Linked DNA regions of Mus musculus: region 2 is linked to region 1. Evidence: chromatin contacts called from public Hi-C data. All regions are on one chromosome and are shown on one strand. Each heading gives the region's core, a stretch centred on a gene start, on an enhancer-like site or on the middle of the called end of the contact. The rest is flanking DNA. Distances are from core to core; before and after follow the strand shown. Region 1 has its middle 21 kb from the start of n-TNgtt9. Region 2 overlaps Pip4k2a (phosphatidylinositol-5-phosphate 4-kinase, type II, alpha).

The links. Hi-C and Micro-C count contacts between places; a contact is called where the count stands out from the background.
Region 2: a Hi-C map of CD8 T cells shows a contact between it and region 1, with 6 times the contacts expected there. The contact joins two enhancer-like sites. A contact is called at or near these places in 1 of 484 Hi-C or Micro-C datasets (CD8 T cells) and 1 of 115 datasets of contacts at active chromatin or transcription factors (memory CD8 T cells).

What each region holds. Positions count from the first base shown.
Region 1 is chr2:18,606,091-18,609,556 of GRCm38.p6, forward strand. No RefSeq gene overlaps it. Among named protein-coding and RNA genes, the nearest start is that of n-TNgtt9, 21 kb to the left of the region's middle. Within about 2 kb of position 1,946, at least 210 of the 459 cell types and tissues checked have an H3K27ac peak or open chromatin away from gene starts, as enhancers often do. A contact at or near this core is called in CD8 T cells and memory CD8 T cells, where this site is marked.
Region 2 is chr2:18,937,285-18,940,750 of GRCm38.p6, forward strand. All of the region lies in intron 1 of Pip4k2a (phosphatidylinositol-5-phosphate 4-kinase, type II, alpha), which reads right to left. Among named protein-coding and RNA genes, the nearest start is that of Pip4k2a, 59 kb to the right of the region's middle. Within about 2 kb of position 1,952, at least 57 of the 459 cell types and tissues checked have an H3K27ac peak or open chromatin away from gene starts, as enhancers often do. A contact at or near this core is called in CD8 T cells and memory CD8 T cells, where this site is marked.

The DNA of each region.
Region 1 (3,466 bases), core at 696-3,195:
TCCTTGTGTTTCTGTGTTGGTATCTGCACATGTGTGCAGAAGCCAGAGAGGGCATCAGATCCCCTGGGGTTGGGTCACAGGTGGATGGGGGTGCTGGGAAGGGTCCTTGGGAATAGCAACCAGCACTCCTAACTATCTCTCCAGCTGCATAATCAACATTTTAATAAAGTTTTCTTTTTCTCCAGTTGGTATTTAATGTATCTGAAATTTAACTTGTATGTAATGGAAGAAATAAAATTTTTAGTGAGTGTTTTTAAATGAGAATAAATGAGGAAGACTAAATATTGCTTGTAATCTGTAAATGCTGATTTAAACTACCCTTGTCTGCATACTACCTTGAATACATTTAATACTCAGAAAACATGTTCTGGCCACTTTTTTTTCAGCAATGTGGATTGCTTAGACTATGTACAAAGTTGGCCTTTTAAAGTCATATAAGTTGTGCTTAATTTTTACTGCTTTGAGCAGGAAACAATATCTTAATAGGATTAACTTTATTTAAGTACTGAATTATTCCAATTAAGTTGGAAAACAAAAATGACTTCTCCAATGATGCCCATTTTTAGAAAGCTCATCTGGGAACTCTCTGTACTCCTAGGCAAGTGCATTTACCATTTACCAGAAGAAATGCATACAAGACATTTTAATCTACTTTCAATGATTCTGGAAGTCAGGTTCTCAAATCAAAAGAATGTTTGCTGCCAGCTTTCACATCTATGATTTGAAGTTACCACTCTAAGTTTAGCAAGGCCTGGCTGTATTGCTAAGTCTCATGCCAAGACCTGTGAGCTTTCTCCCCTTTTGTAAATAGCCTGAAAAGAAGTACTTAAAACCTGATTTTAATTGAAGGCAATCAATATAAACCAAGGAAACTGTTTTGTTTTAAATGAGACACCCTGTAAGTTCTGCTCAGAACAATTCCCCTTGGTTTTTTTTTTTTTTCTTAAGAGTCTCAGAAATTTAATCTTTCAAATATTTCCAGGAATTCCAAAATCTATCACACAAAGGAGGAACACCTTCGTTTTGTTCTGGAGTGAGGGGGACAGAATAGAATGTTCTTGAAAATGTGAATCTAGAAGGTTAAAACATAGTTGGAAAGGTGAATTATTTTATTTTCAGTTTCTATATATAGACCAACTTCCCCCATTATGACTGAAAGAAATGTCTCAGACAGCAAATGATGTCATTGCCTCCGTTGACTTGAAATGCTTCTATCATCTGCTTGAAAAAAAACAAAGAATCCAACCCAGCTACCTCACAGAGAAACGCCTCCTCAATGAGACTTTTCAGGAAGACACTTGTCGCTAGTCCCGCAGCCAAGAGACTTCAAAATCACACTGCTTCTCAGAGAACTCCCCACGGACCACCATTTAGGAATAATTTTAATTCAAAATCAGCATTCTTGAGTTCAGATAAGTGGGGGGAGGGAGAAGGAGAGGGAGAGGGAGAGAGAAAAGGCGATAAGTATAAAAAGTGAATAATTTAAAAGAAACACCTAACCACCTTACTGCTTGGGAGTCCCCGTGTTTAACGGGAAAAAAAACACGAATTAATATCTCTGTCTTCTTTGCCGGTCTCTCTACAACTCATCTCTGGAAGTCTGTCCAGAAAGACGATTCTGATTCCTAGTCTATTGAAATACAGTGCAAAACTCCCAGTTGCAATAAAAGAAAAGAAAGCACGGGAGGAAGCCAACTAGCTAACCAAAACCAGAAAACAAGAAAGAGAAGGAAGGAGGGAGGGAAAGAGACAGAGAGACAGGGACGGGTCAGACAGAGACACAGACAAAGAGAGAGGAGACAGAGAGGGAGAGAGAGAGAGAGAGAGAGAGAGAGAGAGAGAGAGAGAGAGAGAGAGAGAGAGAGAGAGAGAGAGAGAGCGCTAATCTCCTTGCAGCAGGAGACAACAGCACCCCACCCCAAGAAGTCCCCCTCCGCTGCTGGGGAGCACTGGGCACACAGTGGCTTCTGAGGTCACCAGCTTGCCACCCTGGCCCTTGGCAGCCTAGGCTCGCACCTGGACGCCCTCTCTAGCCCACACTCAACAGGAGAGAGGGAGGAAGGGAGGGAGAGAGAAAGAGAGAGAGCGAGAGAGAGCAAACGACAGACAGAAAGACAGACAGACAGAAAAGAGAATGGCCCACCTGTGAGCCCAGCAGGCAAGAAACGCGCCGGCCACAGACTCAAAATGGAGAAAGAGGAACCGAGAGGGACAGGAAGGAGGGAGACACGGGAAGGGACAGTAGGATAAAAACTGTTCAGGGTCCGCGGGTTAGAGGATGCCAGATGGAGAACCCAGGAGTGGAAAGCCAGAGCACCAGGAAGAGCGAGGAGGCCGAGGCAGTGCTCCAGCCAGGCTGCTCCGGTGTCCAGGCTCCATTTCCAACAGCGCCATATTCGTGCAGCCCTTTGTCGTGGTTGATTTTTCTCCGGCGGCTGGGGACCTGTGCCAGTGGGTTTCTGCCGCTTGGGCAGAGGGCTTGGCGGCAGGACAGGATGCAGGGCTCAGTTGGGGGACCTTCGTGGCCATCTATATACCTTGAGGGGCTTCAGTGTGCAGGGCCCAGCTGGGAACCATCGTGCCTGCCTTACAGGGCTTCAGGGTACAGAGCACAGGGGGGAGCCTCAGGCCTGTCTTCCTGGTAGGGCTGTAGGGTGCAGGCTCCAGCTGGGAACCCCAGTGCCTGGTTTTGCCCTTGCAGGGCTGCAGGGGACAGGACCTAGCTGGAGGCCCTTCTTATACGTGCCTCGCAGGGCTGCAGGGTTAGCTGGGGGACCTTACTGCCCTTCAGGGCTGAGGGGTGAGGAACCCGGTTGCAAGTGGCCCTCGGGCGCTGCACCCCTCGGAGTTCATGTCCTTGACGTTGGAACGGTGAGTGGCAGACGCTAGTGCAGGAAGGAGGCGTTACTAGATTGATCAAAGAAAGAAAAAGAGGAAGGACGCCCTTAAAGAGAAGGGTGCTAGCTGAAAATAGCGGAGCACAGTGCCCCAAGATCCGAGCCTTTCTGGAAGGGATTTCGGGCCTCCCGCCCCCCTCCTCATCCCACCTGGGGGCGGGCGGTCAGCCACCTCCTCCTGCGCACAGCCACCAAGTCTCTACCCTGGTTGCTCTCCGCCTAGACCTCTTACAGGGTCGACTGTCGGGCTGACCGCCCGGACCTCCAGGTCCGCGGGTCGCTCCATCCCACCCCTACGTCCGAGGTATCAAAGCTCCCCCGGTAGATCTTGGGGTAACTGGAGGCACCCCCAGATAGAAGCCGCGTCCGCCACTCGTCCCGCCCTATGTCGCTCTGACATAGTGTCACCCTGAACCTCACGCACGTCTTTTTCACAATTCTCCCCTTTTCATGACGAGGGTTGTCCTTTCCTCCAAATCCCATCCTCGCCGGAGCTAAGGAAGGCCCTGGGTGCCTGGTGTCCCCTCCCTTTCCCAAGGACTCGGGGAGCTAGCGGGCCCCGACACTCC
Region 2 (3,466 bases), core at 702-3,201, 330 kb after region 1:
ATTCCTGAGGTGAATGGGTTGAGATCACCACCTTTCATCTGGGGAAAGCCTGACTCTTGTCACAGGAAGGAATCAGCAGAGAAAAGCAGCATGTTGGCCAGCCCTGGATGACCAAGGGACATTTTTCCACAGAAAAATAAACCAGGCATTTATTATAGACATTCCAAAGATTGTCAAATAAGAAGCTAAGAAAAGCTGTTAGCAGAGTACGAAATATAATGCCTTCTGTGACAGCAGTACATATATTGTTTTGTTATATAAATATTTTATTATTATTATTATTATTAATTATCTCATGGGAGCAGAGAAGGGAGAGCAGGAGAACGCAGTAAGGAAGAGGCCACAGGGGACTTCAGCAGCACAGCAGGGGGCAGGACAATAAGATTCTAAGTCTTTCCAGATAATTTCATATCTAAATGGCAATGTGTATTTCCTGCTCTGTCTTAAAGTAAACACGTCATTATTTTATGAGAAGCAGCAGGGATGGAGTGGAAGCACACACACAGATAAGAAAATGAAAGGCAAGGGAGGCAGTAGGAGGTAGTGACAGGCAGCCTCCTGCTGTACACCCTGTGGGAGACGCATCTGCTCTAGACCCTGTGCAGGGGAAAACCAATGTTGCCACTGTAACTGCTACTGTAGCCCACATTCAACAGGAAGATCAGATGGCTGGGTGACAGCTGGCCCAGAACTCTTCCTCCCACCACCACATTCCTCACTTTTGTCTCAGGTACTAAGAGACACACCCCTAGCAGACACAGGGGATGGTGGAGATTTTCTGCTCATCTGGTCCATAGAAAGAGCATGAAGCAATCCGTAAGTGACCCCATGAAAACATGAACTCATGTGGGACCATGAGGACCCTTTGGAGTTCTCTCAACAGCACTGCCAGGATGCCGCAGGAAGATCCAGCATCAGGCCTGGGGCAGAGGGCTAAGGAAGGGACAACAATTACCACATGTGGAAAGAAGAGTGATGTTCTAGGAAAAACACACAGAAAATAAAAATTCCAAGGAAGCCATTGAAGGCACAGCTTTCCTCCTGAAGGCCCCTAACCCACAGCCCTCCACAATCCCCCTGGGAGACTGCACACCCTCAGGACTGCTGAGATCGGATTCCCTTCATCCTCAAAGCCTTCCTGGAAAACTGTGGCCAGGCCTGCTCTTCCTGTTGGCCCCTCTCCACAGTCACATCACATGATCCAGGGGGTTATCTAGTATTTGTTTCCCTTCTCCTCAAAAAGATTCCATTTTATGATACACAAGTTAAGAAAAAAAAAATTTAAATGTGTAACAATTGACATGAAGCATAGAGAATACTTAAAGAACAAAAAACCTTAACAGTTAAAAATGTAGGAGAGACGGTGAATTCCTTAACCCTCTATGGTGTGGGCGCTCGCTCTGCGTGTACTTTTAGCCCGGGTATTACCTGAGCCTTAGGTTATTATAGCCTTCTCAAAGATCCCACCAAAGAGAGGTGTCCCCACCCCATGGGGCAGCTTCTTTCTCTTATTCCTCCTATCCCAATTTTTATAAGCGTCTTTGAAAATATTTAACCACAGGCTCTAGATAATAAGCATTATCTTCTCCCAGGATTTCCACTCAGAATGAAAAATTTAGTCATGAATATGTGACTGCCCTGTTACTTCACACAGAACTTTGATTTTTATGGAAGAAACCCCAACACGTGCTCTTTACTTAAGCAGTTTCTGTCCAGGAAGTGCAGACGGCAGATTAACCACAATCCAACACAAAGCCTCCCCCTGCTCCTGTGGTCTGCAAGAGGCACATTTTCTTCTCGTGCTCTCAGGTGGCGAGTCTAATTGAATGTAGCTATTTAAAACACACTTCAGACCTAATGAACAAGAAGTGGCCCTGCCAGACCACAATGTCTTTAAGAGATCAATTTGCCCAATAAAGGCTAAAGATTGCAACACGGTCTTCAAACAGCAGGCAAGCAATCCGAAGGGTTATCTGTGGGGATCAGAGTGTGGCCGAGGACATGCCATCTGCCCAGGGGCAGCAAGCAAGCCCCACTCAGCAGCGTCTCACCTCCAAGAACCAGGCCTCTTCGCTCCCTCAAAATATAATTTTTAAAGTCAACTGGCCCTATAAGATAACTCACTAATTAGATCACTGTGATACGTTCATTTGTAGCTTTAGTTGGGAGTTTAGCTGTCTGTCATCCAATTTATCCGAGTAAAAATTTCACTAAAGCCTTTTGTTCTCGCACAATACATTTGTTTAATAGCTTTTCTCAAAGGCTGTGCCAAATTCTAAATGTTCCGTCATGCATTTATTTACTAGTTATCAGGCAACTTATGAATAATTTAATATTTTCCAGTATTCCTTTATCAGATGGGTCTATAAATGCCTGCAAGACTCTTTCTCATTGGGCTGTGTTTTTCCCACTCAAAAAAAAAGTTTCTTTCTTGTTTAAAGTTTACTTTCTCACTTTTTGTTTTGTTGAGACCAGGTCTCACCATGTAGCTCAGGCAGTCTCTAACTTTTGATTCTCTCATGGGGCCCGCAGATGTGGACCACCACGCCTGGCTTTAAAGATGCCCCAAACCTCTCTAGGCTATTCCTCCAGCACAAATGGCACTTTCCGATTTCCAACCTCTCATGGGAATTTACAGGCAGCTGTAAATGCCTTACTGGAATACTGTTCTTTTTCTGCCCCAGTTTCCTCAATTACAAAATGGAGACAGGATCAGCCCTACACACCTCCCCATGGAACATCGGAACTTACCACAGCAGCAGTCTATAAACAAGACAGATCTCACCTCAGTGTTAGTGAGGTGATTAAGGAGTTTCTGGTCTCAGTCATCCTCTCTCTCATTTAAGTACCATTTCATTTGTATATCTACACAGTACTGATCTCAAAAAACGTCTTGCATGCTCTGTAGTTCATTACGTATGTACTGTTCATGTGTGTGAGCATGTGTGTGTGTGTGTGCATGCATACAGATGTGGGGGCCTGAGGGTCAAGTCAGTTTTCCTCCATAGACTCTGACTTGTATAACTGAGCTCACAGAGACACAGGGCTTAAATGTGTGCTTAACAAGCAGTAATTAGCATCCATGAGTTTATAAGCTACACGTGACAATTCTTATCTATCCCATGCAGTAACTGTGATATCCCAGGGGATAACTACTTCTGGGAAGCAATGTCTTTGTGATGACGTGGCTGCCGTAACTCTAAGAAATTAGCGATATTGGAAGGTTTAACTATCTGTGATTTAAAAAAAAAAATCACTAAGCATATCGTTTCCTAAGTTGATGATAATAATTACTGTTATAACAGTCAATGTGTACTAACTAACACTAAGCATGGAAAAAGTCCCTCTTCCTGACCGGTAAACTTGTGTGCAGCCCAGAGAACTGGGAAATAGTATTTGTCCAGTGAACATTATGTTAAATAAAAATTCCAACTAAAAACAAAAAAAAACATGTCCCAGCAAGGAC